2 separate regions of the Triticum aestivum genome follow, and region 2 is linked to region 1. The links are chromatin contacts, called in public Hi-C maps. All regions are on one chromosome and are shown on one strand. Each heading gives the region's core, a stretch centred on a gene start, on an enhancer-like site or on the middle of the called end of the contact. The rest is flanking DNA. Distances are from core to core; before and after follow the strand shown. Region 1 holds the start of LOC123151499 (thaumatin-like protein 1b). Region 2 holds the start of LOC123151506.

The links. A called contact is a pair of places that touch in the nucleus more often than the background predicts.
Region 2: a Hi-C map of leaf shows a contact between it and region 1, with 4 times the contacts expected there. The contact joins the promoter of LOC123151506 here to the promoter of LOC123151499 in region 1. A contact is called at or near these places in 2 of 5 Hi-C or Micro-C datasets (both in leaf).

Annotation. Positions count from the first base shown.
Region 1 is chr7A:244,320,674-244,326,914 of IWGSC CS RefSeq v2.1, reverse strand. It overlaps LOC123151499 (thaumatin-like protein 1b), which reads right to left and starts at 3,536. Exons shown (of 4, transcript XM_044571193.1): 1 at 3,104-3,536; 2 at 1-564. The coding sequence starts at 422.
Region 2 is chr7A:244,651,284-244,657,510 of IWGSC CS RefSeq v2.1, reverse strand. LOC123151506 reads right to left here and starts at 1,468. Exons shown (of 9, transcript XM_044571202.1): 1 at 1,164-1,468; 2 at 480-686; 3 at 294-396; 4 at 122-201; 5 at 1-35. The coding sequence starts at 1,337. It overlaps LOC123151507 (EEF1A lysine methyltransferase 4), which reads right to left and starts at 4,936. Exons shown (of 9, transcript XM_044571204.1): 1 at 4,573-4,936; 2 at 3,414-3,527; 3 at 3,259-3,327; 4 at 3,138-3,157; 5 at 3,011-3,063; 6 at 2,902-2,932; 7 at 2,740-2,818; 8 at 2,473-2,621; 9 at 2,143-2,379. The coding sequence starts at 4,744. The coding sequence ends at 2,323.

The sequences.
Region 1 (6,241 bases), core at 2,287-4,786:
AAGTCCTGGTCGGCGGGGCCGCCCTTCCCCAGCGTGATCTCGAAGAGCGTCGCTGGCGGCTTCCCGCCCGTGCCGCCGCACTCCATGTGCCCACCACCGCAGTCGCCGGTCTGGCACGCGACCGCGCCGGCGGCCGCGCCCGAGCCGTCCGTGCTGAAGTTGCACCCCGTGCGCGCCCATATCCGGCCGGACCAACCGGCCGGCGCCGGGATCCGCACGGTCTGCCCCGGGTCGAGCCTGAACCCCGTCGTGGGCAGCTGCGGCGTGCCCGCGCCGGCCATCGTCCCCGGCCAGATGGTGTGGGTGCAGTAGTTGGATATGGTGAAGCTGCAGCTCGCCGTCGAGACGCTGCACCACTGGGCAGCTAGAACCAACAGAACAAGGAGCAGGCATGGCGCGCCGCGATTTCTTGGTGCCTCCATGGTCTTGAGCTCTTCTTGATTTCCTTGTCACTTGTTGCATGCAATCCTGTTCTTCATCAAATATATAATGGTGTGCAGGGTTCAGAAAATGGAGTGAGTTGCTTGGTGAGATTGCTTTAGCATTTCCCATGGATGGGGTGGCCTAAGAGAGAAGAAATACCTTTGTAAGAATCCAAGTGACACGCACAAGTGAAAATGCTGCTAGGAGCCTATAAAAGAACATTCGTAGGCGTGTATGCCTTAATTTCACACAAGGTAACTTCATTTGTCCGTCTAAACCAATCCTCATTTTCCATATAATGATCACCATAACCAAAAGTGCATTGAGTCAGTGTCCTGTACATGTATGTCCCGTGCTCTATCTACCCACTTCCACGAGGCATCAGGCTATGATATGACCATTCCAGTCCACATTGACCAATCTCAAATAAAGTAAATTTTTGAAGGGGACCATTCTCAAATTAGAGCATTCAACTGTCCCATTTCTGGCACAACCTATTAGAGTATGTTCTCTGACATTGCTTTCAGGGGATGTAAACTGCAAACTTGGCTTTGCGGCAGTAAGAGGAAGTACAAGATAGCAAGAAAGACATAACCTTCTCTTAGTATCATTATGTTAGAAAAAACTGGCATTGGATAGAAGATAGAGGATAGAGGCTTCTGCCTACCTTCTTTTTTGTTTGTGTTTTGTACATATTGTAAACTCTTTTCAGTTCATTAATAGAAAATTACCGTAGAACTAGACGGTTGGTCCCTAAAAAAAGGCATCAATTTCTCACATCCATGGTACAGATTCTACTTAGAACAACTAAATCTCTTAGGTAGTATTTAAAGAGATGCCAGGTGCTACCTTCGCAGATCCAGAGAACAAAAATGCCACCTTACCCATCAGTTCAGATAAAGCATAGCTTCCAAGTGGGTATCACAACAAGAATAACCATCCATGCATAACTACTTTATGCTTCAAACAGCCTATGCTGCAGCTTATCAGCATCTGTGTCACAATACAAGTAGTAGCTGTTTGAAAGTGCCAGTTCGTAGTATAACTTTGTAAGGAAAGCATACTTCCGTGAATGCAAAATTCACGATTCACATGCAAACCACGGGTAAATAGCAAAAAACTACGACAATTACGGTTAGGGTTTCAAAAAACTACCTACTTATTCTTTTTCGTCGATACCTATCGTTTTGTTTAGTTTTTCGCAGAAAACACTCGTAATCAATTGGGCTCAAATTGAACCCGATTATGACATGGGTGGACAGCTGTCAGGGCCAAATGTTACATTTGACCGTTAAAATAGACGTAGTGTGTGTTGACCGTTCATTAAGTTAGAAGTAGCAACATAGCCACAAAAGGAAATCAAAAATTGCTGCCATTTGCAAATACAAATATTAATTAGCTGGCACAATGGGTACACTGCTGACTGATGATTAACATGCAAGAAGTTGAAAGAAAACTAACTTGGATGAATCATGGATGGATCTTGTCGGGTAAGGCCACATGGATGATAAGATCGGGTTGCGTTATATCATGTAATATTTATGTACGGACTTCCAATGAGTAACACCTAGCAAGGTCTTTTCCGAATGTCCCCATCAAAATAGGAGACCTTCTTCATCATTATTGAGCCAAACTTGAAAGGTATATTCATGGTTTGTGTGCAATGTGACCTAGTAATGAAGTCTTTGTTGATGGAAAAGCCAAACTTTTGTAGTACAGGTGTTCTTGCAAAGCAAGGATGTACCGCAAAAAATAATACCAAAACATAATTTGCGAGAAATAGTATGTTATCAAAAGGAAAGAAATAGGTGTGCTATTGGAAGGGGCGAAGTATCAAGTGAAAACTCTGATTCGATGAAAATCTGGAAACTTGCGACCCGAGCTGTTGGATCTCTTTAACTGATGGCACAGATGAGAAGTGGGCTCGCTAACCAGCCACTTATGCTACTTTTCAAATAACCCCCTGTCTTGCCCACGGGGTAGGATATTCCTTCCCACAATTTCTTTCTTATCTCGCCTTATCCATGGCTGCTCCCTACCGCGAAGACATGGCGCTGCCGCCGTCCCCCACCGCGATGACCGACGACGGGGCCTCCCCCTACGGCGGAGCCGAGCCATTCCCCACCGCGACAACAGACGATGGGGCTGCCCCCACCGCGACGCCCGATGGCGCTGCCATCCCCCACCGCGACGACCTACGACGCTGCCGTCCACCATGGCGCTGCCGCCGGGTGGATGCTACGAAGGTATCAGGCCATAGCCAGCGGGGCTACCAACGGCGCCAATGTAGGCGTCCACCTCGCCGAAGCTCCCCTGTGAGGAATGGGCTGTTGCTCCTTCCAACCAAATTTAGCAGATTTGTTGTGCGAGCTTGTGATGTAGAGACGAAAAATCTGAATGCAATTTTGATATTGTGAGGTGTTATCACTCAGCGTGAAAGCATTGTTGATTATCTTTATTTAGTCTGAACGGTGCTCCAATGATGTAATCTGAGAATTTGTACAAGACAAAATTTTCTGAATACAAGCAAGTGTGTGTTGGATGGAAGTTTACACATAAGTCAGTGCAAGGGTGTATGTTGGGCGAGCAGGAGTCACAGCAGCTGACGAAACAACAAACAAGAAAGCTCGATCCAGATGCTTCAGAAGTACGGAGTACAATTGAAGAAGGACAACTTTACCTTGATTCAGTTAGTGCTAGCTGAACCATCAGGTGGAGGGCTATGAGGATGTTGTGGCAATAAGACTATGACGCCATACAAGTACAATTAGTACATGAAGCAGATGCCGCTGTACTATGTTGCTTACTTGTGCAGGGCTAAGAAGAGGTTGAGGCATGGTAGGGGACGGAGGTGCAGCAAGATCTTGGAGAGGCAGCGTCGATGCATCTTCTAAAGGGCGACTCAAAACCAGCAGAGGGGCAGGGATCATGGCCGGCGGAGGGAAATAGTTCAGGACCGGCGGAGGGCTCTTCGTCGCGGGCGGAGGGAGACAGTTTATGGTCGCCGGCATGGCCAGCGTAGGGCAAGTCTCCATCCCGTTGATGAGATTGAAGACGAATCGATCATAGTCGAAACGTCAAGGAGCTGGTGCGTAAAAGAAGGGGTTATTTGTTAATTCGTGTTTAAGTGGCTGGTGGTGGTTCCACCTAAGATCTGTGTCGCTCCTTATTGATCCGATGGCCCATGTGATGAGTTTCCAGATTTTCATCAAATGAGCGTTTTCACTTGATACTTCGCCATTGGAAGGACATGAATATAAACAAATAGTTTAATTGTTATCCAAAAATGTGTTATGCTTATGCATAAGAGATGATTTATGAACCAAGTATGAGCATTATTTGTCATGCAGATATTATGGCATTGCAAACAAAATGTAGCAACAATTTGTTTGCAAATACGAGCGTGTTTAAAAGAATAGTAGAACGATAATTTGCCTAATATAGCAAGACTTTCCTCTTTGTCATCATGCATGGCACCTTTCATCCAAATGTAGCAATACTATATTTGTAAAGTAACAAGTATTCCTAATTTGTCCAAAAGTAGACCTGTGCAGTTCTTACCAAATCATCAACTATTTGACTCCGCATCAGTTCTGCTACATTCAGATTAGTACTAAATAGGAAAGATTAGCCCATGTCTTGTTGAAGAACATATTGTGCGATTACAGAAGTCCTATGGTAGGGTGAGATTGAACAGCTCGGTCGTTTGGCCGAGGGCATATAGACCTCTTGTGTCCTGGCACTTTGGGCACTACGAATGAAAACCCTCGAAGCATACTTAAGAGAAATGCATGCATGACGATTGGCGTCAGGGGATTACCAGTGAAAGGTGGGCTACAAACTATAAGAGATTGATGAGGATTTCACTTACCTAGTTCTCCATGAGAAAACCTAATAGGGAAGAGGTGGGTCAATAGCAAGCAATGCTAGCGATAGTCGGTGCCGATAGGATACAACGAGGGGCAGAAGCGAAAGGCAGTGGCGTTTGTCGGCGACTGCAGCCTGCGGCGACAATCGACCACGAGGGGCATCGAGTTGAGGGATCCGGGCGGAGTTGTGAATGAGGAGGTGCGTCTAGCAAGGTGCAGTGCGAGTGAGGAAGAAGGGGAGTGGGGTTTTTCGAAGGTGGTGGGACTTTACGTATGTTGTGGGCCCACATGTCAGCCAACGTATGGCGTGTACTTATAGGACTCAATTGTGTAACATAATTTCACCTTCTTCCTTCTTGCTCCATGGCGGGGTTTTAAAGTTGCACGAACTCCCACACATAAGAGACTCGCCCTTTGGCTGACTCTAGCTGGCCGCTTGTCACCTTTGAAACCACCTCCTTAATTGCACGTGTGTTGGGCTGGTGGCCTATAAATGGAGCACTTGGTGGAGCACTTAGTCGATCCACCGCCATATGCCTCTCCAATCGACTATTCACTTCTATACTGATGGCACACCCAATTGAACACCCCCCTCATCTTCAATTTTGGGGATGACGATTAGGATGAACAACCAACGGATGATTCCACTAACTTGTGGGAAAAGAGGGACCATGCCATGGAGGAGGCTGCACAGATGGACCTGGCCATGGAGGAGCTTGACCATATATTAGCAGAGGTGGAGGAGCAGATTTTGGTTCCCGTGCCCGGGGTGTCAACGAAGAGGGATGGTTGGCCTGGCACGACAACATCGATGAGTATTTCCACGCCATGCATGACAACCACACTGCATTACACACATTCTGCCACGGTGTTAGATATGGTCATGTAGTTGACCATGGGCAAGGCCTTGGTGGTGGCCCTGTAGTTGGCCTTCGCGGTGGCCATGGTCATGGCGTCTCTCGTGGCCATGGACATGATAGGTCCAAGAGTCGTGTCACCGCAGCCATACCTTTAGTTATAGTTAGTTTGAGCCATTCTATGAATGTGTGTCAACGCGCGATGTTCATCTGATTTTTTTTATTTTGTCATGGAAGCTCCATATGTACAAGGGGACTGGTGATAGCGTGAATCTACTATGGTTGTATAAGTTTCTTAGTTCAACACTTTCATCTGAAATATTAGTTTGATAGGAGAGACTCGAGTGTCTGAATCTCAGCATTTCTCTCACCCTCAATGACGGTCGGCTGATAGCATCTGACACAAGGGTCTGCTCAAACAGACGAGCACGCCATGGCGAGCCGGCGGACTATATGTTGGGGAAAGTTGTAATTTCAAAAAATTTCTTACGCACACGCAAGATCATGGTGATGCATATCAACGAGAGGGAAGAGTGTTGTCCACGTACCCTCGTAGACCGAAAGCGGAAGCGTTAGCACAACGCGGTTGATGTAGTCGTACGTCTTCACGATCCGACCGATCCAAGTACCGAACGCACGGCACATCTGAGTTCAGCACACGTTCAGCTCGATGACGTCCCGCGAACTCCGATCCAACAGAGCTTCACGGGAGAGTTTCGTCAGCACGACGGCGTGGTGACGGTGATGATGTTGCTACTGCCGCAGGGCTTCGCCTAAGCACCGCTACAATATGACCGAGGTGGAATATGGTGGAGGGGGGCACCGCACACGCCTGGAAAAGATCAACTGATCAACTTGTGTGTCTATGGGGTGCCCCCTGGCCACATATATAAAGGAGTGGAGGAGGGGAGGGCCGGCCCTCTCTATGGCGCGCCCTAGGGGAGTCCTACTCCCATCGGGAGTAGGATTCCCCCTTTCCTAGTAGAACTAGGAGCCCTTCCAAGTAGTAGGAGTAGGAGGGAAGGAAAGGGAAGGGAAAAGGAGAAGGAAGGAAGGGTGCGCCCCCTCCCTAGTCCAATTCGGACCAGCCCA
Region 2 (6,227 bases), core at 219-2,718, 330 kb before region 1:
ACACGAGCATTAGACAATCCACTCCATCCAGGTACCTGTAATGAAGGACTAGATGTTGTTATCCTATTATTAGCAAGCAAACCTTTATACTTCCAGTAAAACATGCCGAGAAACTTCATACCTGGACAACAAGTGTGCATCTTGGATCAGAGAGCAAGTTTCTAGTGTGGATTGCTAAGGGCGACAGAGAAAATATTGGGTCTGTGCAAGACATCAACACAAAATAATTACCCAAGGAGGCCAAACAGAGTGTACAAGTTATATCCAAAATGTAACCAAAGTAGCTATCTTACGGCCCATTGAGTCATTAGCAAAGTCAACAAGTGAACCAAATGGATATCCAGCACGTCGATGATGCATGCCAGACATGACAGTGCATAGATGAGCAAATCGTGCCTAGTGAGCACAGTAAGACAGGAATAAGCATCCAGCCGGCTAGAAAATAGCCCAAAGGCCAGGAGATAAGTAACAGAAGCTACCTGTTCCATTAAATTGCGAACAGCCAAAGCCGGTGGAGGTAAACCATGGGCAAAAGTTGCACTCTGCACACCACCAGATATAGGGGTTCTGAACAAGCCAGCTCTGGATCCACTGGAGTCCGGAGTTGAATTGGTTGATGAGGTCGTGCGTGACTTGTCAGTTGTGACCGGACCGAGAGCTCCGTTTTGACTTGGATCAACCTTCAACTATCAGGCAATTTATTACAAACCAAAGATATGTGACCCACTAAAGGCAAACTAAAAGAAAATGACCTGATTCACTCCTGAGTTTCAAAATATAAATACAGGATCACCTTAAAAAAATCTAGCAAGAAGCTAACTAATATCTTTGCGAACCCCTAAGCTAGACATGATTCTCAACTAATTATTATTGGGAAGTTCTATGTTCATTGGTACAAAAGGAGGTTTATTTTATTTTCATGACATCCACAAAACTTACCGAACGATCTCAAAGATATCAAGCTTCGAAACCTAGTCACCTCGTAATAAGAACACAATGAAACACCACAGGTCTGGGTAGGCCCCAGGCCTCGCATCTGACAGAAATCCCTAAACCCAACATGTTTTACACTGGCACACCCGTCTCCCAGCAACCACTACCCAAACAAAATCTTCATCACTTCTTACTTTGCATCACGTAAGCGTTCAGGCACTGTTTGTTACCTTGACGACGGGGGTCCCGTTCGGCTTGGCGGCGTCGTCCTTGCCTCCGCCGCCGGCGGCCGCGCGAAGGGGGCCGCAGGGGCGGGCGCGGAGCGCCACGCGGGAGTGAGGCTGGTGGGCGGGGAAGGCCGGGAGGAGCGCGGACGAGGCGGCGGCGCCGGCGAGGGCCTCCATTAGACGGATGGGAGGAGAGTGAGGGAGCGCGCGCGGAGGAGAGAGAGACAGAAAGGAGGGGCACACGCGCGACGGTGAGGAGAGAGAAAAGCTGCGGGGCCGAAGGAAGGCGGCTAGAGAAGGGGGGAGAGGGATTTTTAGGGAGGTGGTGGGAAAGAGAAGGAGACGTGCCGAATCTGGAGGCGTTGGATTGAAGCTGGACGTCGATCCGTCCCACTGAGGGATTCTTCCACTTTCCCTTTGCCTGGGCTGAATGCCTGAACTGAATCATGATGGACGCAGAAGAAAAAAAATCACACTTAGGTCAAATAAAAAAGTTGTTCCCTTATATTTTCTGAAAACAAAGAAAAATTGCATGCGGGTTCGCCAAAATGGCCACAAAGGCCAGGAGTGGAAAGTATCCGGTGCTTTCAACACTTAGACATACCATGCTCCCAACTCACAAAAGTCAAATTCCGAAGTTTCAAAAAAAATCAGGGAACAATGTGAATGTTCACAACATATGTGTCGACAATTCCTAAAAAGTTCAAGTTTCTCTTCTGAAGTTTTAAGAAATTGTAAACACATGTTGTGAAGACCCAAAACAAAAAAAAACGAAACTTTTGAAAACTGTTTTCATATTTTTTTAGGGGTTCTAGGCATATGTTGTGAACATCCACAAATTTTCCCAAGATACTTTTCCGTCCCACAAGATTCTGGCTTTTCTTTATGTAGAAAACCGAGATCATTTTCTCTAAGATTTCCCACACTCCGAGCGGGTCCTCTGTTCCGTGAACACGGAAATAAATTCTACACAAGATCGAAAGACATGAAAACAGCACATTCATTTCTATTCCAAATTCGATGATCGAAGAAGCAACATCCTAGCTGTAATTTTGCTAAATTGTTGCCAACAACGACACAAGTCAAGAGTTACAAAATGTATTCCCTACATTATTCGCTACACTGGTTATACACGATGATCCAAAAAGGTTATAATATGCGATCATTTGTCTGCTTCATTGACCTCGGCCTTCAAGTCCACCCTTGCACTGTCGTTGTCCTGCATAACAATGTAAGATTATTCAATAACTAGTCATATGAAGAGTTCAGGAAGCAAGTTCGGATGATTATGACAAGCTTGTCGACGGTTAACCTTTATACAGACATAAATATAGTGAACATCAGGTTTTGGGCCAAGAAGGTTGATAATCGATGTACTATCATCTTGTAAAGGCAGTGGCTCGGTCAGATCCCATGTCTTTTTGGAACTTCTCTCCCACCTATCTGCTATGTCGATTGTGTATGTAAAATCATAAAACAGATAACACTGTTATTTAGAGCTTCAGAAAATAAAAATAATAGATCAAAAGGGTCAAGAGTAGGACGTCGTTAAGTCGAACCGGTGGCAAAACCCACTAACCTATGACGTGAAGCTTTACTGTCCAAAATTGGAGGTCCTTCAGAAGATTCAATCGATAACTTGGATCCCCATAAGTAATCTGTAGCATTGTGACACTCAAAGAAGTTTATAAACACAAGAAGAAAACCACAGAGTTACCATGTTAATAATACTATCAATTACCATGATGTAGACCCCCTTATCGTTGAGGATTCTGCAGATAGAAGAAACAAATAGAAAGCTATAGTCAAATAAACAGAGATATCACAACAAATATCAGTCCATTATTTACCTGTTCACCTCCCCTAGCATCTTCGCTGCATGCTCTTGTGAATTTTGGCCGCACTACAATACAAGAAACACGGCTCTGAGTATGGCATGGGAAGAATATCTGAGTATCCTGGCAACAATTGACTCACCATAATAGAATCTAGTGTTCCTGCAAATAACAGAATGGTTTAGAACCCAATGGCATGTTACATACGCATGCATAGATGTTCCATAATGCTGGCAACCATTACATTTACATCATAACGATACCTTTGTCAATAACAGCATCAAATGAACCAGACTCAAAGTCTGACATGTTTCTTACATCCATCTTCGTATCTGTAAATTGCAGGAAATAATACAATAGTAAGCCGTAGATACTCCGTAGGGATTCAATGTCTGAATGTTGGGAACAAAGATTATACATTTTAGTTGAGGCTTATCATGGTATTTCTTCTTCATTTGTTCAATCACCACAGACGATATATCAATGTTGACAACGTCCTGGTAACCATCCTGAACCATGTTTTCACCAAAAACTGTGAAACATCGAAATAGATTAAAAACAAGTAATTTCAACTAAACCAAGAATAAACATGCTGGCAATAATATAACAATTGCATCTAAATTCAGAAATAAATCATATAGTCTGAAACTGCATAGCAAATTAGTGATAAAAAATATCTCAATCAACAAACAACCAGTTTCAAAAGGGATAAGAATAATTCCGTCATTATCTATGCCTAACAGTCAATACAATAAGTAGAAGACAATAGAAGATGAGAATGGACTGTGTAACTCGCCAATTCTGTGCTAATTATCAGACAGTAAGTTTTTATGAACCCAAGACGGTGCACCTAAATGGATCGAGGAGGCCATCATGCTTCAATAACTCTCAACTAGGACCAAAATATTATCAAAATTTGATTAAAGGAAATGTGGTACATAAATTTCCATATCACCAGTAGTTCATTAAATTAAGTTAACTAGTACGTACTCCGTATCCATTGACTACAAGGGGTCCGGCTTTGGGGAAGGGAGTCGCTAGGGGATATGTCTCACAACCCCATTTCACCTTTTTGCTGACATACGTGTGACACTGATAAAGCAACGTCGCTCATACACGCATGTCACTTTGCACATGATGTTTTGGCCAGACATGGGGCCATGAACCGCAACGCATCATATTTGTCATATGCTTTCAGTGGTAATGGGGTAAAGGGCCGAGAGGCCGGTTGTCTCAGATTGGTAATAAGTAGTAACATATTAACTTGCTACATCACGAGTTGCTTTGATTGTATTGTTACCACGTAATCGCACTGAGGGAATACCATTGAGCAAATGCTGTCTGATTGAGGAAACCTTTGTGTCTAACAGCATTCGATTCATTCTACAAAAACATAAAGACTCCGTAGAGCACACATTCTACATTGCATTCCAGTTGATCGATCGAGTGAATAGTCTCCCGGCGATCCCAACCAGAGACGCTGGAGCAGGTCAACCAAGGTGCCCAGAGAAACTCCCTCCCTGATCGATCCCGCCCCGAGGGTGCATGGGCGAGTGGAGCAAAGATAGGCTACTCACCGGAGTTGCCGCATCCGACGAGGAGGAGGCGCTGGTGCGGGCGCACGTAGAGGCGAAGCAGCGGCGCCAGGGCGGGGTACTTCTGGTACCAGTCGAAGGGCCCCGACTCCTTGCGGTACCGCTCGTCCCAGTACCACGCCTCCCCGTACGCCTGCGACGCCGCCCCCGTCATCCCTCCGCTCGGATCTGGCCGCGGGGGCGCACTGGCTTCGGTCGATGGACGATGGTGACCGCGCGCGCCGGCCGGGCAGCAGGGGAGGGGAAACTCGTTAATTCGTGGAGGATTCCGGATCCGCGGGGTGGGGAGGGGCGGGTGGAGTCCAGTGGGGACTTTGGGAGTGGTTCGCGCAGTGCGATGCGATCCCGGTGCGCTGGTGCACGTGCGGAAACGGAGTGCGATGGCCGATGGACGATGGGGAGAACATTTCAATCATGGTGATGCAACTACCCAAATGGACAATATGTTTTGTCCGGATTTTATCCGTTTGGATAACGTAAAGCCAACTCCAATGCACGACTCTAAATGGTCCGGTCCCGTCATTTTGGGGTAAACGGACAGAAAACACGGCGCAACATGCGAAAGCAAACGGATAAATGCATGTTTTCGGTCCGGTTTCGATCCATTCCCGGCTCAACTTTGAGCCGTGTTTGCGTCAAAATGGACATGGCGCAGATGGGCGGGACGTGCACCCTTGTCCTTCCCCGGCCCGTCCGACGGGGACACGTGCGTCCACTTTCCCTCCATTTGCCCTAAAACCCTCCTGCACTCCCCCTTCCCTCCCTCCTTCATGGTCGGCGCCCCAAAGAATCCCGGCGACCTGGACGCTACCGGGTGCCCCGCGGCGAAGAGGAAAGGTCCCAAGAAGTTGCGGTCGGAACTCACGCTGACGGAGCTCGCCAAGCTCGACCAAGGATCGGCCAAGAGGGGGCCTAGCGTACAAGGGAGAAGGAGAAGAAAGTCGCTGCCGACTTCGCCGCTGAGGCGGCCGCGCAGCACAAGGCCGACGTCAATGACAAGGAGGACATCGTCACCAAGGCGCACACCCTCCTCATGTTAGGGTTGTGCCAACCCCGCCAGCCATGGTCGTTGTCATGGTCGCGGCTAGCAGAAGCTCGTCGGCCCTTCATCCTCCATGGTACTAGTCTCCGAGCTTGTCCGTCACACCGGAGACGCACGGGTATCATCCGCCATTGCTGCATGGCCAGAACCGGTTCTCCACGTCACCGGATAGCAGCATGGTCGCGTCGGCCACCCCCGCCATCCCGGTCGCGGCTGTCATCGACCTCAACATGACGACGGGGTACAGTAGCGTGATACGTCTCCAACGTATCTATAATTTTTGATTGTTCCATGCTATTAAAGTATCATTCTTGAATGTTTTATACTCATTTACTAGCAACTTTATATCATTTTCTGGGACTAACCTATTGACATAGTTGTTGGGGAACGTTGCATGGGAAACAAAAATTTTCCTACGCTCACCAAGATCAATCTCTACGAGAGGAGAGATTGCATCTACATACCCTTGTAGATCGCTAAGTGGAAGCGTTAAGAAACGCGGTTGATGTAGTCAAACGTCTTCGCGATCCAATCACGATCCATCCCGCGAACTTCGATCCAAGTGCTGAACGGACAGCACCTCCGCGTTCAACAC